3 separate regions of the Arabidopsis thaliana genome follow, and regions 1 and 3 are each linked to region 2. A link is a contact called in public capture Hi-C data. All regions are on one chromosome and are shown on one strand. The core of a region is the stretch at or near the end of the contact, and the rest is flanking DNA. Distances in the headings are between cores, read along the strand shown. Region 1 holds the start of AT1G08297 (a long non-coding RNA gene). Region 2 holds the start of ALA3 (aminophospholipid ATPase 3). Region 3 holds the start of ARL2 (ARG1-like 2).

What was found. Capture Hi-C pulls out chosen DNA fragments and counts their contacts.
Region 1: a contact with region 2 is called in a capture Hi-C map of seedling, with 2.0 times the contacts expected there. A contact is called at or near these places in 1 of 26 Hi-C or Micro-C datasets (rosette leaf) and 1 of 3 other capture datasets (seedling).
Region 3: a capture Hi-C map of seedling shows a contact between it and region 2, with 1.6 times the contacts expected there. A contact is called at or near these places in 5 of 26 Hi-C or Micro-C datasets (root, rosette leaf, seedling and 1 more) and 2 of 3 other capture datasets (root and seedling).

The regions. Positions count from the first base shown.
Region 1 is chr1:22,126,393-22,131,120 of TAIR10.1, reverse strand. AT1G08297 (a long non-coding RNA gene) reads right to left here and starts at 2,250. Exons shown (of 1, transcript NR_139405.1): 1 at 1,920-2,250.
Region 2 is chr1:22,008,998-22,013,444 of TAIR10.1, reverse strand. It overlaps ALA3 (aminophospholipid ATPase 3), which reads right to left and starts at 2,140. Exons shown (of 27, transcript NM_104675.3): 1 at 1,691-2,140; 2 at 1,480-1,545; 3 at 1,171-1,232; 4 at 950-1,031; 5 at 674-784. The coding sequence starts at 1,846. AGL50 (AGAMOUS-like 50) reads right to left here. Exons shown (of 1, transcript NM_104674.2): 1 at 3,990-4,447. The coding sequence ends at 3,990.
Region 3 is chr1:22,077,260-22,082,007 of TAIR10.1, reverse strand. It overlaps ARL2 (ARG1-like 2), which reads right to left and starts at 1,319. Exons shown (of 9, transcript NM_001333872.1): 1 at 794-1,319; 2 at 523-646; 3 at 209-291; 4 at 1-80. The coding sequence starts at 939.

The DNA of each region.
Region 1 (4,728 bases), core at 1,001-3,500, 120 kb before region 2:
ATCTCATAAAAAGAAGTTACTTCGTACAGTATCTAAAATAGTGTCGTGCATCTATATATAGATATGCGTGTTTAAGGTGCACTTGAGGCATAATAATTACATTTTAATTGTCTATTTTCCATGTAAAAATAGACCAAACAAGATAAGTGAATCTCAGCTGACAAAGTAGCTCGACTTATATATGGTAAAGGGCAATGCTTAATTAGTATTCGATTGCGACGACCCTCACCACTCTCCTTGGTGCAATATCATGATACACGTTTTATATATATTATTAGCATATACATTTGGGTGAGAGAGAATAAGTACGATCGAGTCATAACTCATATGCTACTGCGCCAGTTTTTCTAGCCGGTAATTTTAGGATTATTCTCCATGAGATCCGATTTTAAAAGTTAAATAAATGAGCTGTCCACTTAAATCTAGTGGACAAAAGAAAGAGTGAAACATTTCCAACTATGTATTACACACATTTTGGATTATTCTAAGTTTCGATGCACAACATAGTGCTATACTGTTCATTTTAAAAAAAAAAAATTTCAAATTTTCTGATGATAAGTTAATAATCCTTTGGTTCTCTCAATATAAGAAAAATTAGTACAAATTTAATACAAGAAAACCTTACAAAAACAAATAAATATTATATGGTGATTGGAGCATACAAGAATAGTAGTTTTCACAATTTCATATACTAAAAACATATAGATAAAAATCTAAGACTGATGAGAAAAGTTGGTCGATATTTAAACATAAATAAGCTCTATTAGTATACTTTTAGCAATTCGAATGGAAGAAGAAAACACAGAAAATAAAGTGGTTTGAAACAGAATGATAGAGAGGTCTTATTGTGGACAAGAAGTTGGTCAAGTGTAAGAAAGGCAGTAAGGAAATGAACCTTAGCTGCAGATGTTAAAACTCCCAAAGCATCACGTGAAAGCCTTTCTTGTCCTCCTTCTCTTTTAGCTATATAATTTAATTAAGACAGTTAAGCTTAAACAAATCAAAACGTTATTTACAATTATTCTTGAAAACACATACTCTTTCTTTAAATTAAGAAATGAGATCATCTTTAGACATATTTGGCAGTGAACTTCATCAAAACTTACAGTTTATTAGTATTACAGTTTACATAAAAACTAGATATTTCATGTATATAATTTTTACAATGATTAAGTTTGCTTTTATCACTGTCTATTTAAGAGTGTAGTTTGTGAATGAAGTATTTTCCCAAGACTTCCGATCTTAAAATAATTTATGCTTTCAATTAACAAAAATAAATCCCCTAAAATGACGTATAAGATATTCTACTTGGATTTTAAGTCAGCAAGTTTTTTTCGTATTAATGTAGGAGTATTTTTGTTTTTATTACAAATATCTCTATGATTTTACAAGATGGTATAATACTAACTTTTACATTTTTTCTAATCTTTTGTAACATTCCCACAAAAAAGGTTAAATGATTTATTTATTTTTAAGTTAAAGGAAACTTCTTTATGCATAATCAGATTATTTAGGCCATCTCCATTGGGGTATCTCAATGAGATACTCTCCCACTAGAATAATGAAAAAAAAATGAAGGAGATAGAGAGAGGTTCTTATTTGAGAACCTATGTATAGTTGTATACTACACTTGTCTTTTCCTAATTGGTTCTTATCTTAAATTAAAATAATAAAAAATTAAATATATAATTAAACTATATAAAATACTAATATTCTTGTGTTGAGATATCTATAGGAGTATATAAACTAATGGAGATGCTCTTAAAACCGAAAAATTTGTTGATCTTTTAATTTAAACAAGGAAAATAACACATTAAAAGTTAACTTTATTTGGCTTATAAGGTCAAAAAGAGAAAGCGATTTATCAAAAATTTTGGAGAACACCCACTTTCCGTAAATTTCAATATATGAATTAGACAACTCTGAAACGAAGTTGGTCCACGAAGCATTAATAAATTTATCATCGTGTGAAGGAGAGATTTATCAAAATATTATTTAAAGATAACTGTTATTTCATTTGTGCATGACAGCAGGAACAATATTAAGTATGAGATTCGAAACAGTACTCATCAAAACATTATTGGAATCTACAAAGTCATGCGCGACACCAACGGTGTCCACCTAAAGAGATATTGCTACACACACACACACATACATATACATATCATACTGAAATATGTGTACGTACTTGTGTACGTTGTATAGTGTGTAATTGCTATGCATAGAGCTAGAGGAGGAACTATGAACCATCTATAGTGTACAAGAATTCAATTGTAGATACTTTTATAACTACTCATTTTAAAGGCTCTAAGGCATATATTTGGTTTTATTAAGTATACAAAACATTAAAGATTAACTGGATTCATTACCTATAAAATTCAAACCCACATATACGATAAACTTTTAAAAAAAAGGACTGCAAATCGGAATTGTTAATACGAAGATTAACCTCGGGTTTATGATGGATCATCATCAAGATGTAACATACTCGTGGGTAGAGAGAAAGAGGTGGGGAAATGATGATATAAGAGTGTGAAATCAATAGATCTATGAAAGGGACAAACAATGATAGAGAAAAGGAAAAGAGGTAACAAACATCTTAAAGCTCCTATGGGTTGGAGGACAATATGACTGAGATCTCTTAATGTGGGGTCTTTTTTTAAGATAGAGACACTTATAATTGGATCCATCACTTCCACAACTATCTTCTTACTTTTTCCTTTTTCTCATACTCTTTTTTTTTTTTGATTTGATTCTTGCTTTTAGTTTTCCTTTTCGCTTTATATATATATATTTTTTCTTTTTCATTCGACCATTGCACCAATGTGTTTAAAACTCAGATTTTTAAAACACCTATGAGACAATTTGTATAAGCTACCAATTTTTTACTTTTGTGTTTCAAAAATACCATAGTTATTTTTAACTACCTCAATTTTGTTTCTTTTCGAAAGTTCTATAAGTTAATATTATTTATAAAGGGTTTGTAAAAGCGTCCTGATAAAAAAAAAAACTAAAAAGATTCGAACCTTCACCAATATTAAACTATTAGTTATAGACACAATGCCAGTTTTCTTTTATACCTATATAAAAAAATAATGGTAATGGAAATTATTGGAAAGTATGTTTTCATATGAATGAAACATTAGTTGTGGTATAGGTATCCATAATAGTAGTAAGGTGGCTAGTGCATTGTCCTCCTCAAAGGGCCAAAGAAAGCTTAGTGATATATACTTTGGTAAGCATTTCTTCTCCCTAACAACCAACCAAGGACTTTGGGCAAAGATACCCTCGCATAGTTTTCAACACTTTATTAATTTAATAATTTTTTGGATTACAAAAATCAATATGTCATTTCAAATGTCAAAGCACTTGATTTGCTTTGCTTAGCATAAAATATAGTATTTGTTTTAATTTTCCATTTTCTTTACAGAAAGGATGGCACATGGGAGACATGGTCACAGTGTAGGCAATATCCTCTTCTATTCTATCTTCTCATCAAACCCATCTTCATTTCAAAACATGCATAAATTCCATGGAATATGCAAATATACAAAGCAAAAATAAAGAAAGCTTTTTAGCATAACACAAGATGTTTTTTATAGAAATTAAAAAACACTAACTAGTTTATTTAATGTTAATCTAGTTCAGTTTAAAGTTCTGATAAGAGTTTAAAATTTAAATAAGTATATATTTACCTGCCGTATACAACAATATTTTGTATATGTAGACTGTTTTACCTTCCTTTTTTTGTGAATTGTCAATTATGAGTTAGAGTCCAGACATATTAAAAATTAAGTGATGTTAACACATATAGGAAGGGAATCTTGTGATATGTGTATACAATATAGAGCTATTTTCTTCCACGATAATTTGGGCTACAAGTCATATCATGCTCAACTCTTTGTGGCTAGTTATAGTTCAGAGTGAATGAAATATATTTGTCTTGATCCAAAAATTTTGGACCACTTTTCTTTATTTTGGATTTTTGTTATTAATAATAACTAGTTGTTCGCTTTCTTAATTTATGTTAAAAATATTCAACTTACTGCCAGAATACTAATTTGGTAAACTATTGTTTGTATCTTTCAAAATGATAAACTAAGACTATTCTTTCCACGTTTTACCTTCTGCAAGTGTATCAGTAAGACAGTAACATCAGTCTTCTGTCTTTCAATATTAGTTTTGTAATTCTATGAGGTGAATTTTCAAAGTTTTAGCTCTATGCAGTTATGTACTGCTAAAAGATTAAACAACCAAAATAAGGAATTTATATAATTCCTCTTAAAAATGTTCATATACAATTTTGCAATAATCGGATGCGATGTGAGCTAAAAGATTCGTTGGGCTTCAGCCCATTTACTCGAGCCTACTAAGAAGTAAGAAGTTAAAGTGCACGGAACTGGAGACCTTAGATACTGCGATTTGTGACTCCAACAATTGCTTAAAGTTATACATATGGTTTGTATTGTAAATGAAATATTTTCACATTTTTCTCAATTAAATAAGGAAGGTATTATTTGACAAGAGAAGACTCGGTTTACCCAAACCCATATTCATTGTGGAGACATATTTGTAAAATCCATATTTATCCTTTCAAAATCCGAAGAAGCATTTAAAATAAGAATAAAAAAACAGAGAAAAATATAAAGATTCGATCATCACATTGTGATGACTATATATACTAAATATATACATTGTTAAGATACTTTCTGACTAATCCAGTTGGAC
Region 2 (4,447 bases), core at 891-3,390:
AATCCCATGAACGTCGTAACTATTGCAGGGTCAACGTGTGGAGGAAAAATAGATATCAAGATAAGTTGAAGAAAAGGAAGAAGAGAGCAGTGTCTCAACCTAAGGAAACGCAAAGTTCAAGAGCAGCTGAGGCTGCAATCGCGTAGTGTTGCTTTACTCAGTTATTTAATACTGTAATGAGTGCTGTTAGTATCCTGATTGTATTAGCAAGCTCAGCCGGTGGTATAAGTACCAAGAAAGTAAAAAAAAAAGGCAGATGACCTTAGGTGGATCCTGGGGTTGGGTTGAGAAGTGGGTCTCTATCTATATCTATCTCTCTGTTCTAAAAATTCTTGACGAACCATAATGGTAACTAAAGTTCAGAACCTAACAGAACGCCAGGAAAAAATGAGAAAATAGTTGACAAAAATCATGCTTTGCTGGCCTCTAGAATTTGGGAAGAAGTTATCACGGTGGAAAGCAGTAGCTGACTGCAGTACAATAACAGACATATAGGTAGTGGAAGTCTAATAGAACAACTATAATGCAGGCCCTACAAACAGGAAACAACTAAACATATATGCCAAAAATGCATTGAAACACACAGCAATAGATAAAAGTAACCAAAGTGAATTTTGTCTAATGACTCTAATCATGAATAGATTCACCTCTTTTAGAGCAACGAAAGACTAACCTTGACAATATCTCCAACTTGCAACTTTCTCCACGGAATAGATACCCACTGTTGATCTTGTAAGATTTCCACTGTGCTATTATTTATGGACATATCATTTTGAAACCGTTTCTGCACCAGATTATCAGCAGAAAAAATTAGTAGTTGAGACGCAAATGAGTCCTGAGACTCCAACGCATCTACTAACTTGCACAGATTATTCAAGCGCTGAGACAATTATATTCTAAAACAAGGAGAAATGGGATATTGCTGCAAAGGAAAAACAGACGAGCTTACCCAGTCTTCGAAAGCCTCTTTAATCAGAGAAACAAGAAGCACCATTGACAGTGGAGCTACATTTGTTATTGGACTCACAGGACTGCAGGACAAAAAAAATCTATCTAGTTAATAACTGCATCTATCATTCATAAATTAATCAGCAAAATCTCCATCAAACCAGAACAAGAGTGTTATATGAATAGTAACACATTATAACACAGCTTTTGGATTTAACGTACCTTATTGGTGTCATTGATAGACACGAAATTCCAAGAAAGTATATGTTCGCTATGCGCCTAAACTGTCAGGAAACACATTATAACTAAGATTAAAAATAACAGAAAAATCTTGTGGAAGGACTGCGAATGTTGGAAATGTACATCAGCTGTCACTTCATTTACGATTCTAATCCTAATTCCATAGGAAAATTTCACATTTTAACTTCTCGGGTTCCGAAAAGACGAACTCCTAAATAACATGCTGGAGCTAAACTAACAACCCTTCACTAGTCTAGATCCAAGCAACAAAGATAAACCAAGCGTATTTACCTGTTCAAACAGACCCTTGGGCAGAAATGTGAAAACATTATACTTTGTTGTAGAAATCGAATTACCCTGAAACAATTAATCAAACATTCATCAGACTAAACAAAAAATAGAGAAAAAATCAGATCGATGAATCCAAACAGCACAAATTCCAATGCACATATCTCCTAATCGATTCAGAAACAATACACGACATCAATTGACTCCGGTGTACCTTGAACCGGACGGGTTGATTAGATTCCCGATCATTACAATAAACGGTACGATAAGTCGGAGCCTGTGGTTGAATATGACCCAACGTAACCGTTCGAGACGGAGTCCGTTGATGAGTCGCCGAAGAATCGACGCTAAAACTACCCGATCGAACCATTTAGGAGGAATTCACACCGATCCAATCCTCTCGTCAACTTACACAACAATCGAATTGTCGACTTCTTCACCACTATAATTCGCGTCGATTCGTTACACAAATTGATTCGATTGCGAGAGGCAGAGATCTGAATCGACGGTAGAAACAGAGAGGACCAAAGGAGCAGCCTTCTCTTCCGTTTCAATGGCTTTGTTCGTCTTTGGAAAGTCGCTCCCGAATTTGGCTTGAAATTAAAATTAAAATTAAATGTTTTTGAAAATTTTGCATTTTTTCCGATACGTATTTTCTCTTTCGGGTTATTACCGAAAACACTTTTTTTTTTTTTTTTAATCCGCGTTGATGCAAGAAATGGCAGGAAAAAAAAAATCCGCGTTGAAGAAATTGCCACGCGCAATTAGGCCGCGTGATCGTCAGATACAGACTTCAGACCTTTTTGTTGCTAGTAAACTTATTAATTTATGGAATATTATGAATTCTTTAAAAATTAATAAATTTACTCTAGAGAGTAAACAATACATTTAATTTCTTATTGGTTCTCAAAAACCGCCATGCTGGACTTGTTCGTTGGCTGTGTAAAACACCGTCGTTTCAACGGTCTTCGTTGTTGTGACATGGGCATCAATATTTTTCTAAGTTTAATTGGCTGGTTCCTTTGAATTATGTTGGTGAACGACGGATGTGCACAATTCCGAAGATCGTGGAATGAACATTATATTATAAAAAAAAAATTGTTGACAAAATACCAAATAACAAAAAAAACTAAAGCTGCATTAATTAAATATACACTAACTTAGATCTTTCTTGTCTTTAAATCGGTAAACAATTAATTTTTCTTCTTGTCAAAATTTTAAAACATTGTTCAATCTAGAAGAAAACTTTTACTAAGAGACAACAAATAAGAGGTTGACCAGAAATAATAACAGCTATCAGTTGAATAATGACACGATCAGAAATAATTTAATGTGGTGACATTATTTGATTTGCAGTTTCATTTTTCTTCCCAGCTCCAAACGTCAAAACTGATATATACGCCAAGTAATTAGTTTTCGCTCATTTATCTTCATGGATATGCTTGTAAGTTTGATCGTGAACTTTGATTTCTTGTACAACGTTGTTCAGTGAGATTTTGATTCACTCAACTATTCATGGTTAAGCAGGAGACTTGTGTTTTAGGCAATTGTGTACGTCATTTGGAATTCCGAAGTTTTGGGAGCTCCTGAATCAAGAATCTGAATATTCGCAGAGAGTTGGATGAGCAAGTTACTGAGATACAACGTCACATACTCACATATAAGAATGTTAGAGTCTTTGTTGAAATATATTGCCAAAGTTTGGACATAGTTCGGACCTTAAAGATGAGAGAAGATGAACTGAATCCAAGCTGAACTTTCTCATTAGAAACTAGTAAATATGTGATTGATGTATGTATGTGACCACAGCCAGGAATTTCAGAATCCTCTGTTTCCACCAAACAAAAGGTATGATCCTGTAACCTTTCTTGAAATTTCACTTTCACTAGTGTCTAGTCTAGAACAAAAGAGCTAAAACAAGAATAAGATTCTTTCTGTTTAGAATCACCAGACAAGAACAATTTCGCAGGTTGGAAGGTATTACTTGCTTATCTCAATGAGGATTCTTTTGGTTACTTTCATATCCGACATGTTTAACCCCTGAAGAATGTATGACATAGTGATTGTTTTCTTTCTTTAAAGTTGGTAAGGAAGATTAACTCAACTATTAATCATAATCACATTTCTGAAGTCAAGAACGCTAGCTTGCAAGCTCACTGATAGAAAGTTGCGCTCATCGTCATTGTAGATGATTTGGTGTCTTACGAAAAAACTCTTTTTAACTCTCATATTCCTTTCTCACATGCAGAGACTCCAAGGTACAAGGGTTTTAGCTTTTGGAACTTTGCGGTGTGCTTTGTGGACAAATTTCTTATACTACTATCAAGCCCAGCATTTAAGTAACAGAAAGAAAGGAAAAGTTTGATTAATCAATAATAAACAAGAAAACACTACCAAAACTTTACAAAAATAGATTTGTGTTGGAGCAAACATACAAGTTTAGATACTAAAAAATGATCAATCACCGAGAAAAGGTGAAAGAAACATGTTTCACTAACGTAGTCATCAAGTTATCAAATTGAAATCATATCGGTGCTCATCGTTTGGCAAGTATTGGTGGTCATGAGAGGATCGCTAAAAGTATGAAGTAGTGGTAGTCTTGAGGCAAACTCCAGATCCCAAACATGATCATCACAAAAATTCCCTAGATTGTAAGTTTGGTAAAGTTCTGCTGCCGCCTCCTGAAGATAATCACCGCCTAAAGTTACAAGATGATCCAGTCCCGTGTTATCTGCATCTTTTGATTCGTACTTGGAAACATTCTCGTTCAAATTCCTTGACCCGCGGACCACGTAAGCCAACTCGTCAAATACATCACACGAACCCAGCTTCTTATCTGAAACCCTAATTAGATGATCTTCCGACAATATATCCTTCAAATGAGGCTCTATCTTCAACTTGTGATCGGAGATGGCCGAGTTCTCTGAAACCCTAGCACCATCTTTTTCGGAAGAACCCGTGAGCGTCTTCT
Region 3 (4,748 bases), core at 70-2,569, 69 kb before region 2:
GCAAAGTAGTAACCGTACCATTCAACGCCTCCCCCAATAAATTTGCAGAAACAGTTGTCTTAATTTGCACACCAAGCTTACTGTGGAGGACAAAAATAGTCAAGTTTCGAAGTTATCTCACAAACAAAAGTAAAACAATTGATAACATTCTCTTTCAGAACCAAGAAGAATGAAAAAACAGAGAATAGAGCAAGTCTACGAAACTCACTTGAACAATGCAGCAAATATAGTATTAACAGCTCCTAAGCTTGACAGATCGAGCTCTAGGTCTTCATTTTCCGGACCCACAGCCTACATCCCATGTGAATCAATAAAACTTAGATATCAAATCGCAAATGATTATGAACAAAGGGTCATCTAAAGAAGAACTAGAAACTATAGCCTTAGGTAATTTAGCATGGCCGCTACTCTAATGCTAAACTATTCAATTCCAAACTTTCCCATTATATAATATTCTCTTCAATGCTAACTTTGCAAACCAACCAGCGATGTTAAAACTCAGGAATTGTCTGAAATTCTCACCTCAGAGCCAGTAGTATCATATAGACGCCGATTCTCAGGATCAGACAAGACCTCATAAGCAAATGTAACTTCCTTAAACATCTCTGCTGCAACCGGGTCGTCTGGATTCTTATCAGGATGGTACCTGAAGAACCAAACTTCAGTACATGTAACCACCAAGTAATCAACTTTAACACAGATACAACACTCGCACAAATTCTAAACCTCTTAAATCAATTCTAAACCTAAATTGCATCTTAATCAACGCAAAGTTTCAATCTTTTTGAAAAACCTGAGAGCCATTCTCCGATAAGCACTTTTGATCTCTTGATCAGTCGAATTGCTGGGGATGCCAAGGACTTCATAAGGGTTCCTTCGTCGGAGCTCATCTTCTTCTCCGGCGTCTTTATTCTCCGATCTCGATGAATGAGTGGCCATTGTTCAATAACAGGTTTTTGTTTCCCAGTTTGAGTGGAAATGGTTCTCCAGTTAAATTCCCAAAGTCGATACAGTAAAATCTGGGGATTCTAGCCAGAGAATAAGCAAATGGGGAGAATAATGATTCATGCCTCGTGAATTGAGGATTGTTGTTACACCAAAACCCCAGGAGGAGAGACAATGAGAGAAGAAGCTCCATTGGGAAAACCCCACAAACACTGATCTGGAGAAGACAAGAGAGAAGAGACGAGACACTTCGTTATTTTTTGCTAATTTGTTTTTTATTTATCTAATTTCTAACTTATTTAAAACCCTGAAATTCGAAAAGGCCCATAAAAAACAGAAAAGCCCATCAAGAATATTAAATATGTCACGTGCCACACATGTGAGAAGATCTTAACGATACCCTTATAAATATAGATCATGTGGAAAGTCCTTTAACTTTGCTGCTGAGATGTGATAGTTGTTGATTCATTTCATAGATTCTGATGATATGAAAGTTTGTAGAATCAATTTTGTCTTATGGGTTGGAGAATGCTTGCAATGTCATAGACACTGCTTTGGTTTAATTAGTCTTTTCATCCTTATCTTGATAACCAGAATACTAAATGTGCATGTGTATATATATGTAACATCATCTTTTGGTTTCGCATCATCCTAGGATCGACACTGGCATTATTTTTGTAAACTTCCAACTGTGAAATTGATATTTAGGTTCAATACGTAAAGTGTAATCACAATAACCTCTTAAAGTGAAAAGTGCGCGATAAGCCTAAAAAGTATTTGATGTTGATCTTTTTCTGACGACTATGGACTGCGCTGGCACATGTATTATCTCGATCGAGCATGTTGTCTTATGTTGATACTATTTTAAGATAATAATTCTTTTTATAATGTATATCAATGATTGAGCATCACGTTGTAAGTAGATGAATTTGTAACAAAGTTTGTTAAAACATTTCCCTATGAATATGAGTTTGTGGTTATCGTATTGCAACAATGTCACAATATATTGAAATCATTTTTTGGTAGATAATCAGAAGTTTTTATCGCTTACGAAATAATGATTGATCGAAGTCAAGATTATTTCTGAAGACAAAATAAGAAGTTTATTCTGATAAAAGATCATACATCCAAAGAAACAGTAATCTCTTAATTCTATATCACAATGCATAGTATATATATCTAGTTCTATAGGGAAATAGACCGTTTTATCGTCTAGTTGATTTTAAGACTTTAAGATCGATTGAATTGCAAATGCACAGTAATACATCATTTAGTTTTTCAAATGTCATGAATCCAGAAATTGATAAATAAATAATAAGAATCAAAGTAATAGTGATTTGTTTCGGCTATCTAAACATGCATCAACGTAATTAAGAAACATGATAAAGAAAGTTATTTGGAAATAAATAAATTAAGAAAGATGATAAAATTTTATTATCTGATTGTTATGGACCCATTTAGATGTTACAACGTACAATTGGTTCGAACAAATTATTGCTCCTGAGTCCTGATAAGTGATTTGAGAGACAAGGCACCTAACGTTGTCTGTTTTTTCTTTCCCTACAGCCAGTTTGTCCCAATCAAAAAATACCCACGGGTGACCTAGGTATGTTTTTTTTGGCGGGTATATAAGTTTCATACAAATGCCATATCTTGAACTGCAAAAAAACCCTGTACGGCTATACCTCAAGGAGGTATTTATGGATATAAATTTAACAAATGAACCCAATAAAAAAACTCAAACAAACTATGTGTCTCTTTTTTGGTAGTGCACAGACCTTTCTCGTAGGGCTTCATTGACACACATCCTCAATAACATACTTGTGATTCTTTTATATATGAATGGTGTATATAGATCATATAGAGTAGATATATACTACTGATTCTTTTGACGATTTACGACACTTTTATAACTTATTTCAATGGTGTACATATATAATATTTCAATCAGTAATCATCATGTCTCTTCTTCTGTTTACCAGCCATGATTTCCTCGCGCGCTCTCTCTCTCTCTCTCTCTCATCATCATCAGCACCACCAAACAAGTCTCACCAAACTACAATAAAAAGTTTAGAGGGATTTTGAGACACACGAAACACACGATGAAGATCTTGGCCTTGTTGTCCTTATTAAAGAAAGTTATAGGAAAAAAAAAATCAAACGTAAATAGGTCCCTAAATGGATGATCGATCCATGATGGATTGATGGTGGGTGATCGATGTGTTTTTGGGGGGAAAGAAAAAGGTTGCATGTTATTGTCTGAATCTTAATCTTCATCTATCGAAAGATATTTTCATTTCTTTGCAAGATTGATAATAGAAACTCTGACTGAACATTTATATCTATTATATTGCTTTGGTTTAGACTTTACTATGTGCATGTGTATATAAGATTTTTGTAATCAGTTTAAAACAAAAAAATCTTGAGGTCTGTCGAGAACAATTATATAACCATGGTTCAAAAGAGGGTCGAATCAAAAACAGAGAATTCACAACAGTTGTTATCTAGGTTCAATATATAAAGTGTAAAACCCAACTACCACTTAAAATGAAAAGTGAACGATAAGCCAAAAAAGTATGTGATGTTAATCTTTCTCTGACGACTACGGACTGCCCCAACTATTATCTCAATCGAATATGTTGTCTTATGTTGATACTATTTAGGATAATAATTACTTCTATAGTTTTTTAAGAATCTACTTAACATGACGTTGTAACTAAATGGATTCATAACAAATAAAGTTTGTGGTCTTTTCCTATGAATATGAGTTTGAGGCTATCCTTTTGCAACAATATCACATACATGTACTCCGTCAATATCTCTATTGTCCAAAATTTTCTCTTTATTGTGACGAACTTTTTTCAGATGTTTTTTTACATATATGGTAAACCTCTATATTTGCGTATTTTGTTGATTTTCTATTTGAAAGTGCATTTGGCTAATCACTCTTTTTCTTTTTTGGTTTTTGCAAAGTTTTCTAATTACTGGTAACTCAACTATTTAAACATACAAAAATATTTTAGGAAGATGGCTTAGTGATCACTTGCAACCCACCAAATAGTAGGGCTTTTGTTTTGGTAGAATGAGAAGTTTCCATCAGCTACAAATTGATTATTGATTGAAGTCAAAAAGTTATAGAAGACGAAGTTTAGTCACAATACCCAATCCAAGATATCATATATCCATTAGAAATAATGATCTCTTACTTATATATCACAATGATAAGAAAAATCAATTAGAACATATCTAACTACGCATTTAAAAAATAAATGAAAACCCCCACTTATTATCTGATTTTTATGGACCCATTTACATGTTACAAGGTACAATATATTAGAGCATATTATTGATATTGATTTGAGAGACAAGGCACCTAACGGTCTATTTTGTTTTTTCCCGGTACAGCCATTTTGTCCAAACTAAACTTTTTCAGATGATATATGAAAAGTGAAAACCAAGAATATCCCAATCCAAAGAATACCCACGAGTGATTTTTTTGGAGTATATGTATTGTACAATTTCCATATTTTGAGGGGCATAAAAATCCTACCTCAAGAAGGTACATATGCATGGATATAAACTTAGCAAACGATGACCTATTATATAAAGCAACACTAAAAAGGTCAAACAACACTATATGTTTAGGGCTTCATTAACTCACATCCTCAATGTAATACGCTATCAACTCAAGAGCCCAAAAGCAAGATATGCACTGTAGATCACATGTTATGTATTTTTTATATGCAACGATTGTTAAAAGGAAAGTTTTGAACACGGTCCTCAAATCTCATTATACGCAGTCA